Linked DNA regions of Sus scrofa: region 2 is linked to region 1. Evidence: chromatin contacts called from public Hi-C data. All regions are on one chromosome and are shown on one strand. The core of a region is the stretch at or near the end of the contact, and the rest is flanking DNA. Distances in the headings are between cores, read along the strand shown.

What was found. Hi-C and Micro-C count contacts between places; a contact is called where the count stands out from the background.
Region 2: a Hi-C map of skeletal muscle shows a contact between it and region 1, with 6 times the contacts expected there. The contact joins the promoter of CCDC18 here to the promoter of DR1 in region 1. A contact is called at or near these places in 3 of 47 Hi-C or Micro-C datasets (liver, retroperitoneal adipose tissue and skeletal muscle).

What each region holds. Positions count from the first base shown.
Region 1 is chr4:123,833,036-123,837,842 of Sscrofa11.1, reverse strand. It overlaps DR1 (protein Dr1), which reads left to right and starts at 1,968. Exons shown (of 3, transcript XM_001928479.5): 1 at 1,968-2,957. The coding sequence starts at 2,738. CCDC18 (coiled-coil domain-containing protein 18) reads left to right here. Exons shown (of 32, transcript XM_021090190.1): 32 at 1-262.
Region 2 is chr4:124,008,071-124,012,877 of Sscrofa11.1, reverse strand. CCDC18 (coiled-coil domain-containing protein 18) reads left to right here and starts at 2,587. Exons shown (of 32, transcript XM_021090190.1): 1 at 2,587-2,710; 2 at 4,130-4,314. TMED5 (transmembrane p24 trafficking protein 5) reads right to left here and starts at 3,053. Exons shown (of 4, transcript NM_001243695.1): 1 at 2,708-3,053. The coding sequence starts at 2,887.

The DNA.
Region 1 (4,807 bases), core at 719-3,218:
CAGACCTGGTAAAGATGACAGCCATACCCCATCATTTATATAATAATTCATAATGTTAAAGGTGCTTTTACATACAGTCTCATTCGACTTTGTGTCTTCTGAGTTATGTAATATTTCCATTTCTGGTTGAGGAAAAAGGAGACTTGGAAGGTGGCCTGCCTAAAGTTACAAAAAACTGGGACTGGAACCTGTTTCTTTACTACACATTTCTTGCTTCTTTTACCACAGAACTCTGTAGTAATAAATTACTGGAGTAACAACATGTGTGCTCTACTGCTTTATGTATCATAACCCTACAAGCCTATGTAGCACAAATGTTATATGAAAAGGCAAAATTATCATTATTACATTTTTTTCAAGAATATTAAGTTTTGGGTCAGTGACAATGTGATCATTTCGGGGACCTTTTTTGCTAGCTAGCTTTTTCAGGCTTGCAAACTTGGTAAGCCCAAGATAAATTTAGGCAATAAAACCCTTTAATGCAACAGTACCTTGACGTACAAAAATACTTAATAGCCAACATCTGAGCCAAGAGTTTCACATTCCCACTTTAAAGAAAAACTTTATCAAATAAATTTTGTTTCGACTAAACTTAGTAACACTGAGAAAAAGGGTCTAAACTCCAGAAATTAAAAAACCTGCAAGTGTACTGGCGAAAATGCTAAATGAAAAATTTTTTTAAAAATGTAATTAAGGTCTCCTAAAGTGCTACACCTAGGATCATACACCAAAAGGTTTTAAGAAAACATTTCAAACAAGCCAGTTGCTGTCCAATCTAAGAACAATTTAGCTGATTAACTAAAGTGCCCAAACTCATGTAAACGGTATCTGGTTTGCCTTTTAGAAATTGCACCTCCCTATTTATAATATAGTCTGCTTCTTCAAAATGACAGTATGGCAAACTTAGCTTTTAGAAATAATGCAATTTTTCTTTTTTTTTTTTTTTTTTTGGTCTTTTTGTTGTTGTTGCTATTTCTTGGGCCGCTCCCGCGGCATATGGAGGTTCCCAGGCTAGGGGTCGAACCGGAGCTGTAGCCACCGGCCTACGCCAGAGACACAGCAACGCGGGATCCGAGCCGCGTCTGCAACCTACACCACAGCGCACGGCAACGCCAGATCGTTAACCCACTGAGCAAGGGCAGGGACCGAACCCGCAACCTCATGGTTCCTAGTCGGATTCGTTAACCACTGCGCCACGACGGGAACTCCTTTTTTTTTTTTTTTTTTTTTTTTTTGGTCTTTTTGTCTGTTGTTGCTATTTCTTGTGCAATTTTTCTTAAGAACTTGATACACGTTTGCAAAAAAAAAAAAAAAATCAGAGCCCACTCTTTTTCGCTTCATCGAAATCCAAAATGTCTAAATCGGAACCTTCTAATCTGGCTCATTGTAGACTAGGCGTTTCCACTACGATGGATCTTATTTCTAGTTTCCAGTTTAGGTATTAGCAGTGACCGCGAGGGAAAGTCACTTTTCTGAATGTTTCCCATAAAACCAGAAAATGGGTGGGGCGCCCGAGTTTCCACCCGAATAACGTCTATGAGGTACTATCCAAAGCGTCTTCCTGTGGACGATACAGACACACCGGGTTCTACTTCCCCCATACTGCACGGCCGAGCCCAGGCCTCCTTCCTCTTCCTTTCAATCTCAATTCGGGCGCTTTAGGATGAGCAACTAGAATTCTTTAAACGAAATCCAGCGCCCCTTTGTCTGCAAACTTGGCTAGGAATGGGTTCCGAGCCTCAGCGGGTTGAGAGGGCAGAGGCGGCTTTCCATCTTCGCCAGTCCACGCAGCCACCCCGGCCCGCGTCCGACGCCTGCCGGGGCGCTCCGGTACCGCGGGGCGCGCGCCCGGCCGCTACGGCCCCGGGAAGGGGCGGGACCCCAAGGCGCGTGCCGGGACCACGGAAAGCGGAAGCAGCTGGCGGGGAGGACGGGCGGTTCCCGCCGGCGCGGGTGGGGGAAGGGCTGCAGCCACACCCGGAAGTCGGGCTGGAGGGGGGGAAAACGTGTGGGGGCGAGACTTCCGGTAGCGCAAAGGGTATCGGGAGAGACTTCCAGCAAACCTTCTTCTGTGGCCTCTGGAGGGACCACCGTTACCGCGTCTTCGGCTTCCACGGTCTGCGTTCGGGCTGAACGGCCACAGCGGCCGCCCCTGCCGCTCGCCTGTGCCGGCTCTGTCCGTCTTCGTTCCCCGGCGGCCGCCCGGGTTCCAGCAGCGGCCGCGGCCGACATGTTGTGAGGCGGCGGCGCCGGTGTCTGAAGGATGGTTTGGCCGAGGCAGCGGCAGCGGCTGCTGGCGGCGGCAGCGGGGGCTCCGGCTCTGTAGAGCCCGGCCCGCTGGGTGTCCGCCCGGTACCGCGGCCAGGCCAGTGCCCCTGGACCTTGCCTCTGCTCCGGCGCCGTTGGGGACCGGTTAGGCGACAGCGCACGCCCCTCTGAGGAGGCACGAAGGTGGTTCTCCGGGCTTAGATTTCCGCACCACCTTGCTTTCCCTCGCTGACCTGGGCGGTGCTGTCCCCAGGATCCTCAGCCCCCAACTTTGTTCCCAGCCTCGCCCTGAATCTCACGCACGCGGGTGTTTCTTGCCCTCTTGACCCCCCCTTTATCTCCTGCACCCTATTCTCAGAGCGCCGCCGGGCTCACTCTCCGAGGCGCCCTTTTGAAAGAAGCTTCGTGGAGTGTGGACCAGAGCTGGGGAGTTTTTTACAAGTCGGGGCACGAGAGGTAGGAAGGTACGATGGCCTCCTCATCTGGCAACGACGATGATCTCACTATACCCAGAGCTGCTATTAATAAGATGATCAAAGAGACTCTGCCCAATGTCCGGGTGGCCAACGATGCCCGGGAGCTGGTGGTGAACTGCTGCACTGAATTCATTCACCTTGTATCTTCTGAAGCCAATGAGATTTGCAACAAATCGGAAAAGAAGACCATCTCGCCAGAGCACGTCATACAAGGTAAGTGGTCTCTGTGGGCTTTTGCTGCCGAAGAGGGGCCGGCCGGGGACGGCGTGCTCGTGGGCGACGCCGTCATGTCCCAGCCCTCAGGCTGGTCCTGGTGGCTTAGTGCTGGTCGCTGACAAGGCCCCGCGGGCGTGGGGGCAGCCGGCGCCTTCACATCCCCGTGGCGGGTTCTCGCCCTTTTCAAGCAGCGGATGGTGGAAGAGCTGCCCAGCGGCGGGGCCAGCTGGCGTGCCCCCGGCTCGAGCGGGAGGGGTGCTCTCAGTTTACAGCCGGGCCAGCCGAAGCGGCAGGAGTTTTGCCTGCCTGCGGTGGAACCCGGACGTGAGGAGCGAGAAGGAGCCTGCGGAAGGGGGACCGAGGGCGTGACAACGGAGAGGAACCCAGAAGCTGTCCCGCGGAGGCTCTGAATGCAGACGGGACCTTCATCCCCACCCGAGCCCTGCCCCAGGGTGGAGGGAAAGACGCGTGTTGAGAACGCGGGGAGAGTGGGAGGAACGTGGATGTTGAGCGCTGCGCGGTGGATTAGGGTTGGATGGAGAGAGTGTCTGTGTTCTCTGCTTTGAAAATGGTCCTGCCGGCCAGCAACAAGTTGCCAGAGCTCTCAAGTTCTATTCTGTAAGAAAAGGCACCCTTTCCTCTCCCTCCTCTCCTTTCCTTCTCTTTCCTTCCTTCCTTCCCTCCCTCCTTCCTTCCTTTTTCTTCTGCAACTTGCTTTGCTTTGTGGCGGTAGCTTTTCCAAGCTTGGATGGAAAGATTGTGAGGTTTTTTTTCGCGGGACATTCCGCTGCCCTTTCCTGCCGTCCTCCCCACTTGGATGTACACACGCAACCTTTTCTTGAGCAGCGCTTCTGGAAGTGTAACAGTTTCTTCTTTCTTCTCTTGGAAAGGATTTAGTTCAGTAATAGAGTTGGGGAACTGTATTCTGATGGTTCGTTTCAAAAATGAAGAGACATTCACTAATTATGTTTTAGGAATTACTTTCTGTGACTTGTACATGTATTCTTATGAAAAGACTGCATTCAATTTGAAGTGAGACTTTACCTTTTATAATAGTCTAATTAAAATTTTTAACAATTTCTTGATTGCTTTTGAAGTAAAAAATCACGGTTAATTTTGGTAGGCAGGTGGTTGTCTACCATTTTATTTTTATAATTCAACTTTTTGAATTATATACAGTTTTATATAAAACTCAACTTTTATATAAAATTCAACTTTTTTTATAATTCGATTTTTTAAAAGGTGACTTTCTTGTTATTCTGAAGTAGAGGACACATCTCATACTTAACCATATGTAGTATTTCACTGTCAATATTGACAAAAGGATTAAATGAGTCACTTTTGATCCTTAATGATGTGTGGAAAGTAGGTTTAAAACATACTCTGCCGTTTCCATTTCAGTACTTCCTTATGGAGGAAGGAAATCCCTAGGGAAAAGTTTATTTGATTTTAAAGCTAGAATATTCTTCTACTTGTTTGGTGTACTCTGGCAAGTAAAATGAAAGCAAAAGTTGTCTGTTTTTCCTCTTGTGTTTTATTTTTACATTGTATGTGCAATTGTTGGCACAAGTCTTTCACAAGATTATTCAACACAGATAGCTATAATTTCGTTTTACAGCTTATAAAAGAGAAAAAGGATCTTTGATCAACATTGCCTTTCCAATGAAAATTGCAAAAGATTTCAGAAGGATCTGCCTAAACACTTGTTTACACCACAGACGTGGTGATCATTCCAAAAATCTAATAACACATCACGATCTGTCTTCTTGGGTAGAGTTTATTCTTTTCTAGGATATATTTAGATATCTGATTGACATGATGGAAGAAAAGTGCAGCTGTAGCTAGCA
Region 2 (4,807 bases), core at 1,338-3,837, 170 kb before region 1:
ACCCGAGACATCTGCCACCCCCCCTGCAGCTCATGGCAATGCCAGATCCTTAATCCACTGAGCAGAGCCAGGGAGCAAACCCAAGTCCTCACGGATACTAGTCGGGTTCATTACCACTGAGCCATGACGGGAACTCCCTCCTTGACATTTTAAAAACTAAGACAAGGAGTTCCCGTCGTGGCACAGTGGTTAACGAATCCAACTAGGAACCATGAGGTTGCGGGTTCGGTCCCCGGCCTTGCTCAGTGGGTTAACGATCTGGCGTTGCCGTGAGCTGTGGTGTAGGTTGCAGACGCGGCTCGGATCCCGCGTTGCTGTGGCTCTGGCGTAGGCCGGTGGCTACAGCTCCGATTCAACCCCTAGCCTGGGAACCTCCATATGCCGCGGGAGCGGCCCAAGAAATAGCAACAACAACAACAACAATAACAACAACAACAACAAAAAAAAAACTAAGACAAAACCCAGTAGCTTGTAGTTAGTGGATAATCATGGAGTCAGAAAATGCAAACAAAGAACTGAAGATGATCTCTATCCTACAAACCCTTCCAACACTGTCTAGGACTACAGACATTTAATGATTTTACTTCTCTCCTCAATCAAAACATTTAAATTTAAACAATTTAAGTAGAATGGTTTAGTGGAAAAGTCTTTCAAAGAGTGATTAAAGGTGCAAAGTATAAACCTAGATGATACCAGCTAGGTAACTCTGTAAGTATAAATGCAAAAAAATCTAACATTTATTGAATATTTACTATGTGTCAGGGATGGTGGATGAACACTTGTTAGCTCACAGTTTCAAATCAACTCTTAACCATTATCTCTACACAAGTGTGGAGTTAAGAAACTTATTCAAGCTAACAGTTAAGAGACAGGATTTCAACGCAGGCATTTTTTCTCTACAGTTGGGGCTCTTAATTGTAAGAGGTCAATAGTTTAAAATAGATTTCTTTCCCAATGCTTTGTTAAATACTGATGAATTTTGAACATTAAAATTGTTTTCTCATCTAGACTATTTATCTAACCCCATAGTTGGTTTCCTTACCTCTAACACTGCTCCTTAAATCTATCCTCCAACTGTAAAACATTTTTTACTGTTAGCACGCTGCCTAATCCTCAATGGCCCTTATGTAGAACAAGGTCAAAGCTACTTAGTATGGTGCACAAGCTTAAGATTTATGAGCCATGATCTAGCCTCCTAACCTCTTCAACCTTTTTCTTCTACTCCCACCCTAGACTTTACAGTCTTAAAGGTCCAACAAAAACTCAACACTTGTAGTGTCCACTACATATTGCCCACTGCTAAAACACTCACACTATGCATTTTCAGAACTCTCTCTTCCTTCTGTTCCTTTTCTTGAAATGCCCCTTCTTTCTTGCATTCCTGCTTCACTTAAGCATCTTTCTAAATTCAAATTTATTCTTCTTCAGGAAACCTTTTCTGAAACCCCAGAGAAGAAGCCCTCCTCCCACAGCAGCTATACCATACCTTATTGATACTACTTGTTTATGAACCAGTAACCCTTAAATATTAAGATCCTTGAAAAGGGATCTTTCTTTTGTCCCCTCCCCTGTGTCCGTGCCTCCATTCACTCGTTACTGGCACAGGGTAACATGTAAAGTTCAGTAAATTAACTTTTCAACTGGACTGGAAATCAAGAAATGTTGAGTTCCAGCCCGTTTTGCTAACTATGTGACTTTAGATACTTTACTCTCTATGCCTACCTTATACATCTATATATAAATAATCTAATTCTAAAGTTCCTTCTGATGAAAATTCTAAATAACTTTTAAAAACTCTACATGTGACAATATCTGTTACTGAAAGATTCTCTATATCAACCATAGAAAATTAACATTAAAAATTAGGTAGCCTGTATAAAAATTGAAAGATGAACTACACCAAGGCTGCTGTTTTTTTTTTTTGTTTTTTTTTTTCCAGTGCTACCTAGAAACATCGAAATCAGCTGTACTGGAGCTAACAAGATTTCTCCTAAGAAAGTACCCTCTACCAGAATGACTACATAGATTAAGGTAACTCCCTGTAACATTATGTAGACACTAAAAAGAAAACAATATGGGAGAAACGCTTAGAATGCTGACGAAAAGTTATAAAGTTCTAATAAACAATTAGATCCTATTTGGTTTTTAAATGATGGTTATATAACGGAGAAGGCAATGTACCATTAAACACATCAGTAACTCCTTTCAAAATATCCTCAAATAAGATTTAGTGAAAAATCACAGGGTCACAATTCAAAAATCCTTGAAGAAGTAATGACAGCGTAGACTCACAAAGCCGGATTTGGGTGAGGATGGTGGAAGTGATTAAAAAAGTGTCATCGTCTCGTCCAATGATTAAGAAGAACGTGTATTAGACCTGTATTGTGAAATCCGCCGTACTGGAGCGTGTACTGGCTAGAAAAACCTCAGGTGAATTATAAAACACAAAGAAAAACCGCCGACATCACCGGGGCTGGCCTCCTTCCGACCGGAGGAAAGGGGAGAGGGCGGGAGTCGATTCTAGGTCCCGCCTAACTTCCCGGTCCCCGGCGCGGCCAGGACCTCGCCTCCGCGCCTGCGCAGAGCTGCCCGGCTCCCCCCGCGGCCCTCGCCTCACCCCCCGCGGCTCCCCGGCTTCCTACGCCGGTGAGAGGCGACGACGTGCGGCGGGGCGAACGGAAGGAGGCTGGCTGCCCTCTGCACCTACTTGGTACTCGATCTCCAGCGAGGCCTTCAGGGGCATGGGCTGGTAGAAACACTCCTTCTGGCCGGCGGGAAGGGTGAACGTGAAGTCGCTGTCCAAGGAGGGCGTGAAGCCGGCCGCCGCGGGCAGCAGCAGAGCGGCCCAGAGGACCCCCGGGAAGGGCAGCCGGATCTTGTCGCCCATGCCTGCCGGGGCGGTCTCGGGCCGGAAGAGGCGTGGGAAGGGTGGGCTAGTGACGCCTGCGCCCCGCTTCGCCTCCCCGGGCTCCTCGTGGGCGGCGGGGAAAGCTGGAGCCTGAAGGAGGTCCGGGAGCCGGCCGCGGTGGAGGCGTGCTCCTCGGACGAGGAAGCGCCGGCCTGGGGAGCGTAGGCGCTGAGGGCGGGGCCAGCAGTCCTTTTCCACACCCTCCTCGGTCTCGGCGCCTCCAGCCCCGCGGGAGCGCGGCCCGCTTGACTCCCAGAAGACCGCAGCCTCCCATGGCTGCCCTCACACCAATGGGCGTCGTGGCGGTAGCTGTGGGAAATGTAGTTCAGGGAGCGAGCTCGGCCTCGCTCGCAGACCACAATTCCCGACAGGCCTCGGGGCCCGCGCGGGGGCGGGGCTGCGGCGGGGCGTCGCCAACGGCTCCCGCGGCGGTTCGAACGCGACGCCGCCGGGGTTCGCTGGTGTCCCGCGTGCAGTGTCGGGGGTTCCACGCTCTGGGTCCGGGAGAGGGGCGAGGTTTCCGAGCGCAGACGGGTGCGCCGGCGTCGGTGGGTCTCCCAACTGCGGCTTGGGTGGCGAGCGGCCTGCCGGAGGGGGTTGTGTTCCTTCCCCTCTGGTCCCCTGAGGCGCTTCTCCTGGGCCTCGCCCTTGCGCTTGAGCTGCTGCTCTGCAGGGTTGTGTTTTAGGTGAAGAGAGATGGAAAAGCAAGCTGTCGAGTTTTCCTCCGCTTGTTCCAGATGAACGAAGGACGCGTTTGTGTCAGATTGAGCGTTCTTGTCACAGCACGGTGCCCTCTCGGGTCACGGCCCCCTTGCAAAACGGGGAAGCCTTTTCGACCCCAGTCTCTGGTTTTACATCCCGGGAGTGAAGTGAACACTTGTGCTTCGGGGCCGTGGGTGTGCGTGGATATAGCCACAAACGCACCGTTATTTGGGCCGAAAGGCGTCAAGGCCTGGAGGTAGCATGATGTGCTTTTCCAAGATAGACTTGAAGGGGGGCAGACGCTTTATTTGAAGACAATAGAGAGCTCAGTCTGAAAACGAAAATATATTTGAACTTCAGACGTTTTCATTGATAACTTCAGAAGGGTTAGAGAATTCTTACATTAAAATGTATACAAGATGTTGGACATAAACCTGACTTAGTTGAAACATAAAATCGAATAGCATTGTAGAATTTGCCCAAATTTTCTTTACCCTTTTTACCTTCACTATCCTGTAGGGAACTAGAGATATTGAAAAGAAAAAGCAGCATGGGGACCTGATCCATTGACTTTTGTTTGGGAGCGTCTGTTTAAGCGGAAGCAAATTTGTGGAAACCAAAGAGGAAAGAGGAGAGAAACATTTTCTCTGCTAAGATTATAATAGCAGTTCATTTAAGTTTCTGCCACAGTTCCCTCTAATAAGGTGAGAGTTTTCTTTTTAATCTTCCTCCCTACATCTCAGAAATTTTGAATGAGGAACAATTTGTCGTATTATTTCAGCTAGGTTAGGGGAAGGAAGGACACTTTGGTGATCATCATTTATTTATTCCCTGAAAATACTGAGTTTGTCTAAGCACCTTAGAGTCCTGCACAAGATAACAGAGGACTCCTAACCTTTTGGAGCTTGAGATGTGGTCAGAATTCTAGAAGGGTGATGAAAGAGATGCTTCAATGACAAAGGTAAATGGGATCTGAAAGAGAAATGTAATTTTAAGATTATGCAAAAAGATGTATAGGAGTAGTAGAGATTATCAAACTTTCATCTTAATTGTATTATTATTAATGATATGTTTTAATACACAATAACTACACGTTAATTATTAACAATAACATGTGGTACTTTATTGCACATTTTATGTGCACAAGTACTTAGTAGGGAATTTCACAACCCTAGAGATAACATCAGTTGAAACAAA